4 separate regions of the Sus scrofa genome follow, and all the other regions are linked to region 1. A link is a contact called in public HiChIP or PLAC-seq data. All regions are on one chromosome and are shown on one strand. Each heading gives the region's core, a stretch centred on a gene start, on an enhancer-like site or on the middle of the called end of the contact. The rest is flanking DNA. Distances are from core to core; before and after follow the strand shown. Region 1 has its middle 34 kb from the start of ZMYND8. Region 2 overlaps NCOA3 (nuclear receptor coactivator 3). Region 3 overlaps NCOA3 (nuclear receptor coactivator 3). Region 4 overlaps ZMYND8 (protein kinase C-binding protein 1).

Evidence for each region. HiChIP or PLAC-seq counts read pairs in DNA pulled down with a chosen protein or histone mark.
Region 2: a contact with region 1 is called in an H3K27ac HiChIP or PLAC-seq map of alveolar macrophages. The contact joins two enhancer-like sites. A contact is called at or near these places in 1 of 5 promoter capture datasets (liver), 16 of 47 Hi-C or Micro-C datasets (alveolar macrophages, brain, embryonic fibroblasts and 9 more) and 2 of 2 datasets of contacts at active chromatin or transcription factors (alveolar macrophages and skeletal muscle).
Region 3: an H3K27ac HiChIP or PLAC-seq map of alveolar macrophages shows a contact between it and region 1. The contact joins two enhancer-like sites.
Region 4: a contact with region 1 is called in an H3K27ac HiChIP or PLAC-seq map of skeletal muscle. The contact joins two enhancer-like sites. A contact is called at or near these places in 2 of 5 promoter capture datasets (fetal liver and liver), 11 of 47 Hi-C or Micro-C datasets (alveolar macrophages, blood, brain and 7 more) and 2 of 2 datasets of contacts at active chromatin or transcription factors (alveolar macrophages and skeletal muscle).

The regions. Positions count from the first base shown.
Region 1 is chr17:49,422,917-49,426,008 of Sscrofa11.1, forward strand. No RefSeq gene overlaps it. Among named protein-coding and RNA genes, the nearest start is that of ZMYND8, 34 kb to the left of the region's middle. Within about 2 kb of position 1,440, at least 57 of the 83 cell types and tissues checked have an H3K27ac peak or open chromatin away from gene starts, as enhancers often do. A contact at or near this core is called in alveolar macrophages, fetal liver, liver and 1 more, where this site is marked.
Region 2 is chr17:49,623,814-49,626,905 of Sscrofa11.1, forward strand. All of the region lies in intron 2 of NCOA3 (nuclear receptor coactivator 3), which reads left to right. Among named protein-coding and RNA genes, the nearest start is that of NCOA3, 97 kb to the left of the region's middle. Within about 2 kb of position 1,653, at least 18 of the 83 cell types and tissues checked have an H3K27ac peak or open chromatin away from gene starts, as enhancers often do. A contact at or near this core is called in alveolar macrophages, where this site is marked.
Region 3 is chr17:49,597,695-49,600,786 of Sscrofa11.1, forward strand. The region is part of intron 2 of NCOA3 (nuclear receptor coactivator 3); the gene reads left to right. Among named protein-coding and RNA genes, the nearest start is that of NCOA3, 71 kb to the left of the region's middle. Within about 2 kb of position 1,502, at least 10 of the 83 cell types and tissues checked have an H3K27ac peak or open chromatin away from gene starts, as enhancers often do. A contact at or near this core is called in alveolar macrophages, where this site is marked.
Region 4 is chr17:49,291,296-49,294,387 of Sscrofa11.1, forward strand. The region is part of intron 14 of ZMYND8 (protein kinase C-binding protein 1); the gene reads right to left. Among named protein-coding and RNA genes, the nearest start is that of ZMYND8, 98 kb to the right of the region's middle. Within about 2 kb of position 1,511, at least 13 of the 83 cell types and tissues checked have an H3K27ac peak or open chromatin away from gene starts, as enhancers often do. A contact at or near this core is called in fetal liver, liver and skeletal muscle, where this site is marked.

The DNA.
Region 1 (3,092 bases), core at 190-2,689:
GAACCCACATCCTTACAGACACTATGTGAGGTTCTTAAACCAAAGAGACAAAATGGGAACTCCGAACAACAGGGCTCTTTTGGTCATTATTTTGAGGAGTCAAAAGCTAACATTGGAATTCCTTTGATTAGAAATCTATATTTTAGGAGTTCCCATCGTGGCTCATCAGTAATGAACCCAACTAGTATCCATGAGGATACAGGTTTGATCCCTGGCCTCGCTCACTGGGTTAAGGATCTGGCATTGCTGTGAGCTGTAGCGTAGATTGCAGTCTCGGCTTGGGTCTGACATTGCTGTGGCTGTGGTATAGGCTGGCAGCTGCAGCTCCAATTTGACTCCTAGCCTGGGAACTTCCATACGCTGTGGGTGCGGCCCTAAAAAAAAAAAAGAGAAAGAAAACAAACAAATAAAAGAGATCTACCTTTTACACTAAGGAATCCATTGCCTGATAGAGAAGAAAGCATCCATGGGCAAGGCGATGCTGATGTAGCATAGTCACCATAGGTCATATGCTGTAAAATTGCCAGTCTGTGCTATCTGTCCATTGGTCCAAACGTGCCAGCTCCCCTTCCTCCACTAGAACAAACAAACTGTTTCTTTGTATTCTAGAAGAAGCAGTTGTTTATCGGTAAATTCTATGTAAATATGCACCTTTAATTGCTAGAATCACACCTTCTATAAGAAAGCTCCTGGGGTGACCAGCTCCTCCCAGTTTGTCTGGGATTGTACCAGTTCAGTTGTTTTATTTTGTTTTGTTTCTGTTGTTATTTTATTTTATTTTTTTGGCCACTCAACCTGCATGTGAGTTCTCCGAATTAATCTGCATTTTTTTTTTTTTTTTTTGTCTTTTGTTTTTTTCTAGGGCCGAACCCATGGCATATGGAGGTTCCCAGGCTAGGGGTCTAATCGGAGCTACAGTTGCCTGCCTACACCACAGCCACAGCAACGTAGGATCCAAGCTGCGACTGCAACCTACACCACAGCTCACGGCAACGCTGGACCCTTAACCCACTGAGCGATGCCAGGGATCAAACCTGCAACCTCATGGCTCCTAGTCGGATTCGTTAACCACTGCGCCACAATGGGAACTCCCCAAATTGAAATTTCTAGCAGTGACTACACTGGGAGCCCACCGTACATTGCTTATTAATCATTAACTCACCTTCCTGATATGCATTTCTATTTTCATATATTAATATGTTCTCTGCTTAAGGGGAAGAAAAGTCTGTTGCTGTAACAAAATGTAGGCGTTTTAACAAGGCTGCCTTCGCCCTGGCCTGGCCACCCACTCCTGCCCCCCTCAGTCTTTCATTCTGAGTGAGAGGTACCCTAGCGACAGAGAAGGCAGCCTCTGGAGCAGGGCTGGGACCCAGGGGAGGCCAGAGAGGCCCAAGGCCCCAGATTTAAGGAGGCACCGGCTCTCAGGCGCCCGCTCAGCCCTCCCATAACCCTGAGTGTCAGCGCCTCCTTAAAAGCTGCATGCTGGGTGCCTCCTTGCTCCACCCTAGGCCCGGCCCTCTTTTCTTCCAGGGCTACTGAGTCCTGGCTCTGAGACTGACCAGGACGTGGCCAGGCCCTATGACATGTAATGTCCCCGAGAGTCGTCTTCAGCAGTCAAGTGGGGAGCATGGTGAGGATTGGGTGAGGTGGTGCTTTGCAAACTGCAAGTGCTTAACTGTTTGCCGCCCTTTAATCAACTCTTCCCTGGGCCAAGGCCAGGCCAGGAGCTTCCTGGAGTTTCTCTAGTTTCTTCCTTATTCGTGGAAGCCTGTATCGCAATTCTGATTCTACTGATGAGGAAACCAGGCTCTGAACCCAGGTCTCCCTCTGACCCCAGCACTTTCTTCACTACCCAGAGAGGGAGGCTTTATTATAAATAGCAAGTTATGGAGTTCCCTTTGTGGCTCAGTGGTTAATGAACCTGACTAGGATCCATGAGGATGTGGGTTCAATCCCTGGCCTTGGTCCGTAGGTTAAGGATCCGGTGTCGCCCTGAGCTGTGGTGTAGGTCGCAGATGTCGCTCTGATCTGGCGTTGCTGTGGCTGTGATGTTAAGCTGGCAGCTGCAGCTCCAATTCCATACCTAGCCTGGGAATTGCCATATGCTGCAGGTGTGGCCCTAAAAAGAAAAAATAAAGTCAATGAAACAATTTTTTTTTTTCCAATGCAATCAAATAGCTGTGATTTTAGGGGAAATCTCTTTACCTTTCAGAGCTGACTCGAGTACTATCAGAATCATCCAGAGGGTTTATTAAACACCAAAAGACCTACCCCATAAAGGAAACAAAAGATCTGGGTTGGGACTGTGAATCTGCATTTCTAGCAAGCCCTCAGGTGCTGCTGCTGATCCAGGGAACGCAGTTTGAGAATCCTTGCTCTGAGCCGATTACCAGGATAAGGAACAACTCCTGATCAGGTCACCATCTCCCACTGCAGATCAGCACCTGCAAATTGTATCGCACTGCATCCTTACAGCAATGGGGTCCCATGATTATCAGTATTTTATGGAGGAGATAAACCAGGCTCCCACATGTGAAGTGACTTGGCCAGGGTGACACAGCCAGAAAGTTGCTAAGGTCTGCGTTTGAGCCCTGGCCCATGTCATTAAAGGCAGGAGAAATCCTGTGCGGTCAATTTCTTTCGAGGCATCAAAACAAGCTCTCCCTCCAGCTGCTGCAGCTCACCCTGAAATCCGCCCAGCACACCCAAGGCTATAATAGGTAAAAGCCTCTTACTTGATTCAGCTGTTAGCAGAGCGGTGGGCGCTGAGCTCCGTGGAGGAATGGCGCCCCCTGGTGTCTGTCTGGAGAGCCGCGTTCTGCTCCCCTGGCGGGGCGCTCTGGGTTTCTGAGTCACTGGCATTCTTGGGCCCCCGTTAGGAACATGGAAAATATTATTCAGTTCATTCCATCCTCAGGAAAAACTCCGGGTGCTGAAAGGGGGTGGGGACTTCAGAGCTGAGGAATGCGAAGGAAGGGCGGTGGACCGGGCCCTGGGGATCTCAGGGGCCGGGGGTAAAATGGTGAAGAGGGCGAAAGCACAGCTGAGAACAATTGGGATTTTTCACCTTTTGACCTTCCTCAAGACTCCTG
Region 2 (3,092 bases), core at 403-2,902, 200 kb after region 1:
AGATACATTTGTGATTCTGCATGTATTAGTTTTGTTGATCCCTAGCACTGGGTCATCAGCTTGTTGAAGGGGAAAAAAACCCAAAACTTGTCTGTTTTAATCAACAGTTCTGCCTAAGCACACTGGCGTAGGGAATATGATCTCCTTTGTGTGGAAAACACCCAGGCTGTTGAAGAGTGACCACTGGAAAAAAAAAAAAAAAAAGGAAACAACCAAAACCTCCCACCTCCTCAGTTTTATTGAAAAATAATGGAAATACTTCACTGAATAAATTTAAGGGGTGTGCCGTGATGCTTTTACATATATTGTAAAATGATTGCCACAACAGGTTCAGCTAACATGTCATTTCATACAAATACAGTAAAAAGGAAAGAAGAAAAAGTTTCCTCCTTGTGATGAGAACTCTTAGGATTGACTTTTTTGCCTTAAAAGTTTTTTTTTAATTGAAGGATTTACTCTTTTAACAACTTTCCTTTTTATCATGCAGCAGGGTTATAGTCATATTGTATATTACACCCCTAGTACTTATTGACCATTCTTAATACACTTGGCGAAGTGGGTTTTGATTTGAGCCAGTTTAGTTGTATGAATGGTTTTATAAGAGTTCATAATTATTTTTTTTGCCTCAAATGTTCTCTAACGGTAATGAGGTGCTCCCAGCTTCATTTACTCCACAGGCATAGGCAGGTTTTATGAAGTACACAGAGAAGCTCTTTAAAGTCATGAGTCATCAAACTGACCTTTGAACAAAAAAAAAAAAAAACAAAACCAAGCTACGTCTTATTTAGATTGAGGGATCTTTTCATCCGATTCCTCAGTAGTTTATATTCTTGCTTGCGGCAGACTTCTTCCCTTGAACAGTCTTGACCTAGAGGCACAGAGTTTTCGCTCCGTGTAGCATAGCAGCTCTGTTTTGGAGGGGACTAAGGAGGCAGTTGTAGTTAGTTTGGATTTTGATATTTGACATTGCTACCAGTGCTACACAACCTTGACAGGTAAATGATCTTAGGAGTGCATTCTTACTTTCTTCATGGACTTTGCTGTACCTGCTCTCATTTGTTATTTGTATTATTGTCGTCCATGAAATCAGTAGTGCCTTTTGGAGATTGATTTGAAGAGTATATATCTTTCATCAGACATACAACTTTTGGGGATATAGAAGCATTATTTTTCAAAAAGCTTCTTTTGAATTTAAGGTTATTTAGGCTAGGATGGAATTATAATCACTGAAGAGTAATAAGCTGTGAGGTCAGAAAAAGAAAAAAGGCACTGGAAGCAGCAAGGACTGAGCACAGACTAACGTGTAGTCTAGATGGTGACCCATCCAGGAAGTCTCATGAGTCAGGCCAGCCATGTCGTGTTGCTAGACTTAGAGATCATCTGCTCCCACCTCTTTGCTTTTAGGGAAGGGAATCCAGCTAAGATATGCTTTTCCCTTGGTATATCTTATTCTCTCTTTCTACCTTCAATACCTTTTCTTTCTAAAATTAATTTGAAGTGTTTTATCAGCTTCACATTTCCACATTGTTAGTTTTTGAGATGTTACTGTTGCAGGGTAGCTTCTTTATGTTTTTGATATTGGTGGGCAGGGCCAGCTTGAGTACTGTAGGAGGAAGTGTCTTGTTCAAGGTTTGTTTTTTTGTTTTTAACTGCGCAGGCACTCCATATTAGGAATATCTGTCTTGTAGTTGACCCATGGTGACTATTGCATGTATCATGCACTGCTTGATTAGTGCTACTTCCTATAGCATCTTTGCTATTCTCAGCCATTGAATTACCATGTGGCTAATGATATCAGCTCTTAAGTTTTATTTCATTTATTTTTTTATTTTATAATGATTTTTATTTTTTCCATTATAGCTGGTTTACAGTGTGCTGTCAGTTTTCTCCTGTATAGCAAGGTGACCCAGTCACACATACATACATACATTCTTTTTTCTCACATTATCATGCTCCATCATAAGTGACTAGATATAGTTCCCAGTGCTATATAGCAAGATCTCATTGCTTATCCATTCCAAAGGCAGTAGTTTGAGCTCTTAAGTTTTAACATTTCTTTTTTTTTTTTTTTGTCTTTTGTTGTTGTTGTTGTTGTTGTTGTTATTGTTGCTATTTCTTGGGCCGCTCCCGCGGCATATGGAGGTTCCCAGGCTAGGGGTTGAATCGGAGCTGTAGCCACCGGCCTACGCCAGAGCCACAGCAACGCAGGATCCGAGCCTCGTCTGCCACCTACACCACAGCTCACGGCAACACCAGATCGTTAACCCACTGAGCAAGGGCAGGGACCGAACCCACAGCCTCATGGTTCCTAGTCGGATTCGTTAACCACTGCGCCACGACGGGAACTCCAACATTTCTTAAAGTATCTTCTCTGAGTCAGAAAGAATGGATTAGGGGAGAATAGGGCACAGGCTGTGATCATCTCTCCTTTATATCTTCTTTGCTTATTAATTAAAGTTATATCAGATTTTATTTCTGTGCACACACCCTTCTAACTCTGACCGCTTATCTTAGTCCAGAGCTTTATTGCTTACCTCAAGGGGTCTAAACACTCTCTCTCCTCTTTTTTTTCTTTACTGCTCATATTTTCATTATGTGCCAACAGACATTCTTAAGTATAAATAATACTTTTGATATAGAGACATTTATATCTATCAAAGAAAAATGAAACCACGAACTCGAAATAAAGAGAGACCATGAAAAAGAACCAGCACTGTGTGCTTTTACGTAGTCCTTTGAAGGTACTTGGATAACCTCTTCAGAATCTTCTAAAAGGTACCTACTTATTCTCTGATTATACCTGGGTATCTTAAGACACAGACTTCTATGGAGATAGTTTGATCCTATTTTCATGGCCTCACGTTAGCTACTACCTGCCACTCATGTCACTATTTCACTGGGAGAATGTTTTGAATTCTAGTCAACTATTTGTAAGTTGAGGATAGCCTGAATAGTTCTGGCTCATTTATTTGTCTGAATCTTTAAAATCTGTTGCCGTATGTGATATTTGTAACTACTTGCTTTTCAAACGGGAGCAGAAAATTGGTGTTGCTGAACATCTTTGTTCTTGGTATCGTGTGCCTCAGAGGGAT
Region 3 (3,092 bases), core at 252-2,751, 170 kb after region 1:
TAGCCAGATTCACCTTCTGGTTTTATTACTTGCATTCACCTGTGCTCTTATTCTTTCCTTCTCCCTATGTTTCTTTCTCTCTTCTGAACTATTTTGAGGGTAAGTTATGTATAGTGTGCTTCTTTCCCCAAATACTTTGCTTTATTTCTTGAGACTAGGGTCATTCTCTTGTATAATTATTGTATAGTTATCAACTTTATAAGTGGACATCAATATGAATCTGTTGTCCATCTTCCAGTTTTGTCAGTTGACTTAATAAAAATCTCTCATAACGTTTTCCTTGCTTCCTGTAACAGAATCTAGTCTAGGGTCAGGTATTCCATGTAGTTAGTATTTTTTTTTTTTTTTTTAGCCTTCGTTTTCCTGGAATATTTCCACAGCCTTTCTTTGTCTTTTATGACATTGACATTTTTGAAGAACTCAACTCTTCCATTCCCTTAATAGAATGTTCTTAATTTTATGTTTGAAGAATTGCTGCAGTGAAAATGAGGTTCTGTGTTCTTGGCTGGATACTGCATAGGTGATGTGATACCCTGAGAAAGGTACACAACTTCTGTAGGCACTTCTTTCCCTCATTGGGATGTTATTTTTTTTTCCCTTTTTTGGCCACCTGGTTCCCACGCCAGGGGTCAGACCCAAGCCCTAAGTTGCGACTTAAGCAGCAGATCCTTAACCCACTGTGCCAGGGCTGAGGAGGGGGTGGGGGTGGGGGGAAGGTGTCAAAACTGCGTCCCAGCACTGCTGATCCCATTGCGCCATGGCAGGAACTCTTGGGATGTTAGTTTTTATTACTTGGACGAAGTGTTGCCAGATTTCTTCACTGCATAGTTTTTTTTTTTTTTTCCCTTTTGCAAGCAGTAAGCAATCTTTGGGAAGACAGTGATACTACCATGATTCTCATCACATTTTGTCTTAAATTTAGCATTTATTGATGATTCTTAATCTAATTTTTTACTGTAATGGTTCCAAAATGTTCATGTTCTCATTCCAGCATCCCCTACACATATAACCCTTTCGCTTTTAACATTCTTCAAGAGCCCTGTCTATTGGTATAGGCCATGAATTCCTATGTTTTGAATTGTTTGCATTTCATTACTCAATTATTTCGATGCTCAAATTATCTTAGATTTGTACAGTGGAAATCCTTTAATCATGTGCTTGTGCCTTTGTGGGGAGTAGTCTGAGAGACCAAGATCTCTGGGGGTAGGTGCTCTCATTGCTATTGAGTTGTCTCTTAGCCCTTTCAGTGGACAGAACTAGGAAATAGATGCTTGTTTATACATGTACATACATGCGCATGTACAGAAACATACTTGTACATCACAAATGTTCATGGCAACGTACATTTATGTAGTTTAGACATCATGAGTTTATGTCAATATGTCTGGTTTCACTTCAAGTTTCTTTGTTTCCACTATTCTATAATACGTCTACTAAAATAATTTCAGAATTGCTTTGCTCATTTCATTACAGTAATTTGTGTTTAGTGCGCCACTTCCTGTAACCATCCTGCCAAAGCCTGAGAGGAAGTACTGTATTCTTAAATTACTTAAATTAGCCTTCCCTCCTCCTACCATCCCTTTCCTCCCCATTTTATTTCCCACCCTTACTTTCTGCATGATGTAGCTAGGATATTTGCTAGAAATGAAATTAGGTTTATTTATTTATATGCTTGAGTTTCAGCTTTTTTAAAAAAAATGCCCTTTCCCATTCTGATTGGTTTTATTTTTGATTTATGTAGAATATGAACATGTTTTCAAAAGCAAAATATAAAAAAGATGCACATTCTCTTCTGTATCCCTTCCATCACATTTCCCCCCATTTCTTAGGAGTAATCACCTTTCAATGTTTTCTGAAGTGGTTCCTTTTTTTTCTCTCCCTCCCTCTCTCTCTCTTTTTCCTTCCTTCCTTCCATCCTTCCTTCCTTCCTTCCATCTGTCCGTCTTTTTAGGGCTGTGCCTGTGGTATGTGAAAGTTCCCCAGCTAGAGGTCGAATCAGAGCTGCTGATTCTGGCTGCTGGCCTGCGCCACAGCAGCGCCAGATCCGTTAACCCACTGAGTGGGGCCAAGGATCAGACCCTCGTCCTCATGGATGCTAGTTGGGTTTGTTATTGCTGAGACATGACAGGAACCGTTCCTTTTCTTTTTATGGCTGCATCTGCAGCATAAGGAAGTTCCCAGGCAAGGGGTCAAATGGGAGCTACAGCTGCCGGCCTGCACCACAGCCACAGCAACACAGATCTGGGCCACATCTGTGACCTACGCTGCAGCTTGTGGCAATGCCAGATCCTTAACCCACTGAGTGAGGCCAGGGACCGAACCCGAATCCTTAGGACACTGTGTTGGGTTCTTTTTTTTTTTTTTTAGATAGTTGATTTACAGTGTACTGTCAATTTCTGCTGTACAGCAAAGTGACCCAGTCATACATACATACACATTCTTTTTCTCACATTATCCTCCATCATGTTTCATCACAAGTGACTAGAGTTATTTTGTTTTTTTGCTTTTTAGGGCCACACATGTGGCATATGGAGGTTCCAAAGCTAGGGGTCGAATCAGAGCTGTAGCTGCCGGCCTGCACCACAGCCCTAGCAACACCAGATCTGAGCTACATCTGCAACCTACACCACAGCTCACGGCAACAGTGGATCCTTAACCCACTGAGTGAGGCCGAGGATCGAACCTGCATCCTCATGAGTGCCAGTCAGATTCGTTTCCACCACGTCGCAAGGGAACACCTGTGTTGGATTCTTAATGCCTGTGTTTCTTTTTGTCATGACAAGCAGATACATGTAAATTTTATTTTTTTTGTTTGTTTACACAAAAGGTAGCATACTGTATATATTCTTTTGCACTTTGCTCTTTGCACTTACTAATAATCTCCTGGAAATAATTCTGTATGATTCATTTTTCAAAATTATAAAATTTATAGAACATTAAACTTATTCTGATCATTTTTAAGTGTCCATTTCAGTGGCATTAACTACATTCTCACTTTGTGTGACCATCACCATCATCCATCTCCAGAATGTTTTCATTTCCCTAGACTAAAACTCTATACCCATTAAACATCAATTCCTCATTCCCTCTTC
Region 4 (3,092 bases), core at 261-2,760, 130 kb before region 1:
AAGACAAGAGAGAAAACGGGGATAAAACAGCAGAAAAGGGAGAAGGAGGACTAGGAAACAGAGAAAGAAAAAAAGGATGATTTATTAAACAGCAAGATGAGCAGGATGTGGGGCTTCAACAGCTGAGCTGTGAATGTGACAGCAAAGGGAAAGACAGGAGGCCCGGCTTGTCATTTCTGCTCTCAGGAATGAAGAGACACACTGCATTCCCGAAGGAAAAAGCATAAAGTTGGAAAAGAAGTCTCTCGCAAAAATACTTTCCATGAAGGGGGTTAAGCAGGAGGGAGGGCGCTGCCCGAGTGACCGGAAGACGCTGGGTCCTCCTAACATTTTTACGCAGTTAGCAGATTTCACAGTGAAAACGTCACCAACCATACCAGGGGTCAGCAACCTCTTTCCATAAAGGGCCAGAGAGTAAATCAGGCTCTGCAGGTACAAAGGCTCTGCTGCAAAAACAGCCAAAAGAGGATGTGTTAAATAAATGGATGTGGCTGTGTTCCAATAAAACTTTATTTCCAAACACAAGTGAGGGGGCCAGCCTTGGTCCACAGGTGGTAAACGTCCCCAGCTCCTGTACTAGTCCAGGGACTGCTAACCTTGGCTGCAGACTGAGATGAGAGCTTTAAAAAATCCTGATGCCTCAGCCCCACCCCTAGTAACTGAATTCGGTGGCCTGGGGGAAGGCCTAGGCGTTGGCCACTTAAAAGTTTCCCAGATGGGGGCGCAGTGGTTAACGAATCCGACTAGGAACCATGAGGTTGCGGGTTCGATCCCTGCCCTTGCTCAGTGGGTTAACGATCCGGCGTTGCCGTGAGCTGCGGTATAGGTCGCAGATGCCGCTCGGATCCCGCATTGCTGTGGCTCTGGCGTAGGCTGGCAGCTACAGCTCCGATTAGACCCCTAGCCTGGGAATCTCCATATGCCTCAGGAGCGGCCCTAAAAAAAAAAAAAAAAAAAAGAAGAAGAAGAAGAAAAGAAAAAAAGAAAATGTAGAAACGGCAAAAAATAAATAAATAAATAAAAGTTTCCCGGGTGATTCTAACTGGCAGGTAGAGTGGAGAGCCCCCCTGCACTGGACCAATCTTGTCTGTGGGTAAAGAAAACTCTACGATTTGCCTTAACCCTTGTGTATCTAAACCGGGGGTTCACAAAAACAAATCTACGCTCCTAGAATAATTGCGTAACGGTTCTCAGATCAATGAGGTTCTCAGATCAATGAGCTACTTAAGGTAATGTTTATTCTAACAAGAAAGCACCAAACGCCAGGGAGGGGGCTGTGATCAGGTCCCAAGAAGCGGACCCTCAGGACTTTAGCCAAAGGTAATTATCTTTCTCCAAGTTTTAGCTCTGCTCCGCAGTCTCCTTCAGCGCCTGCTAGCTTATCAGGACTCCTCCCAGCCCTGCCCTTCTATATCGGGAATATCTGCAGAATCCACCCAGGCTGCCAACACTGTGAACTTTTCAGCTGATATGAAGACAGCTTAGGCTATAAATGGAAACCAGGGATTAAAAAAAAATAAAATAACCCACGCTAGAGGCACGATCTCACATTGCTGGAGGGAGCATAAATCAGAACCACCCTTTAGAGAGCCACTTGGCCCATCTCTCGAAATGTCAACAGCTCGTGGCCTCTGACCCCTCGCTCCACTTCCAGGAATGTATCCTGTGGATTCCCCCTGACGTGGGCAGAAGGGTCTTCACGGCAGCTGTTTCCAACAGCAGAAAATGGAAAACCACTGAGGCTCCATAAATAAGGCGCCTGGATAAGTAAGTTACACCCCACCTTTAAAGGGCATAAAATACAGCTGCTAAAATAACACGGCGGCAGGGCTCCCTATGCGGTGATGTGGAAAGCCCATCCTCTTACTGAAAAGAAAAGATCCAGTAAAGGACATTAGCCTCGGGGTGGCGGAGAAAAGAAGGAAAGGGAATAGAGATACAAATCCCTATGTTCTTGGGGTTTTTTCTCAGCGTTGACATTGAGAGCTGGGTAAGCTCTGTTGTGTGGAGTAGGAGGTGGGGGGCCAGGAGCCATCGACCCTGGCCCCACCCACTAGATGCCAGTGACACCACGTCCCAGTGGGGATAATAAAAAGTGTCCAGGGAGTTTCCCTTACGGCTTGGCAGTAACAAACCCAACTAGTATCCATGAGGATGCGGTTCGATCCCTGGCCTTGCTCAGTGGGTTCAGGATCTGGTGATGCCATGAGCTGCGGTGTGGGTCGAAGATGCAGCTTAGATCCCACATTGCTCTGGCTGTGGTGTAGGCTGGCAGCTATAGCTCTGATTCGACCCCTAGCCTGGAAACTTTCATATGCTGTAGGGGTGACAGCAGGACAAAAAAAAGGCAGAAAGACTTTCTCCACTGCGGGCATCTCTGACAAGCCTCAATGCACATCTTGGTCACTAGCTGGATGACTGAACATCTGTGTCTGCTGAGCCCACAGCAAATAGTGTGTGTGAGAGAAGAGGAGACAGGATTCCCGGAGAGAGAAACAGGAGTCTGGGGGAATTAGGAAAAGAGGAAAGAATCAGGCCTTCCACTCTCGCCACAAACTCATCCTTATTTAGGACTTAAAATAAGCAGAGGCACAGAAGGGGGCTGGAACCATCCACGGGGCTCAGCTCCTATTTTAGAGCAGAGACAAGAGGCCCAAGACAGCAAATGAGGGCCTGATGAGTTAGCAAGCCAGACCTTCTTCGCTCCTTTTTGAAACAAAACGTATCCGAAGAGTAGTGAAGTATCCAACGGGTAACCCATGGACTGAGTTTTATATCATGGGTTGTATTTGTTTGACACAAAGAGACCTTTTCTATTTAATGAAATTGATAGTCAATTCTTAGAAACTAAAAAAAATTCACATAAAAATCTAGATTTCTGGGAGTTCCCGACGTGGCGCAATGGTTAACGAATCCGACTAGGAACCATGAGGTTGCGGGTTCGGTCCCTGCCCTTGCTCAGTGGGTTAACGATCCGGCGTTGCCGGGAGCTGTGGTGTAGGTTGCAGACGCGGCTTGGATCCCACGTTGCTGTGGCTCTGGCGTAGGCCGGTGGCTACAGCTCCGATTCGACCCCTAGCCTGGGAACCTCC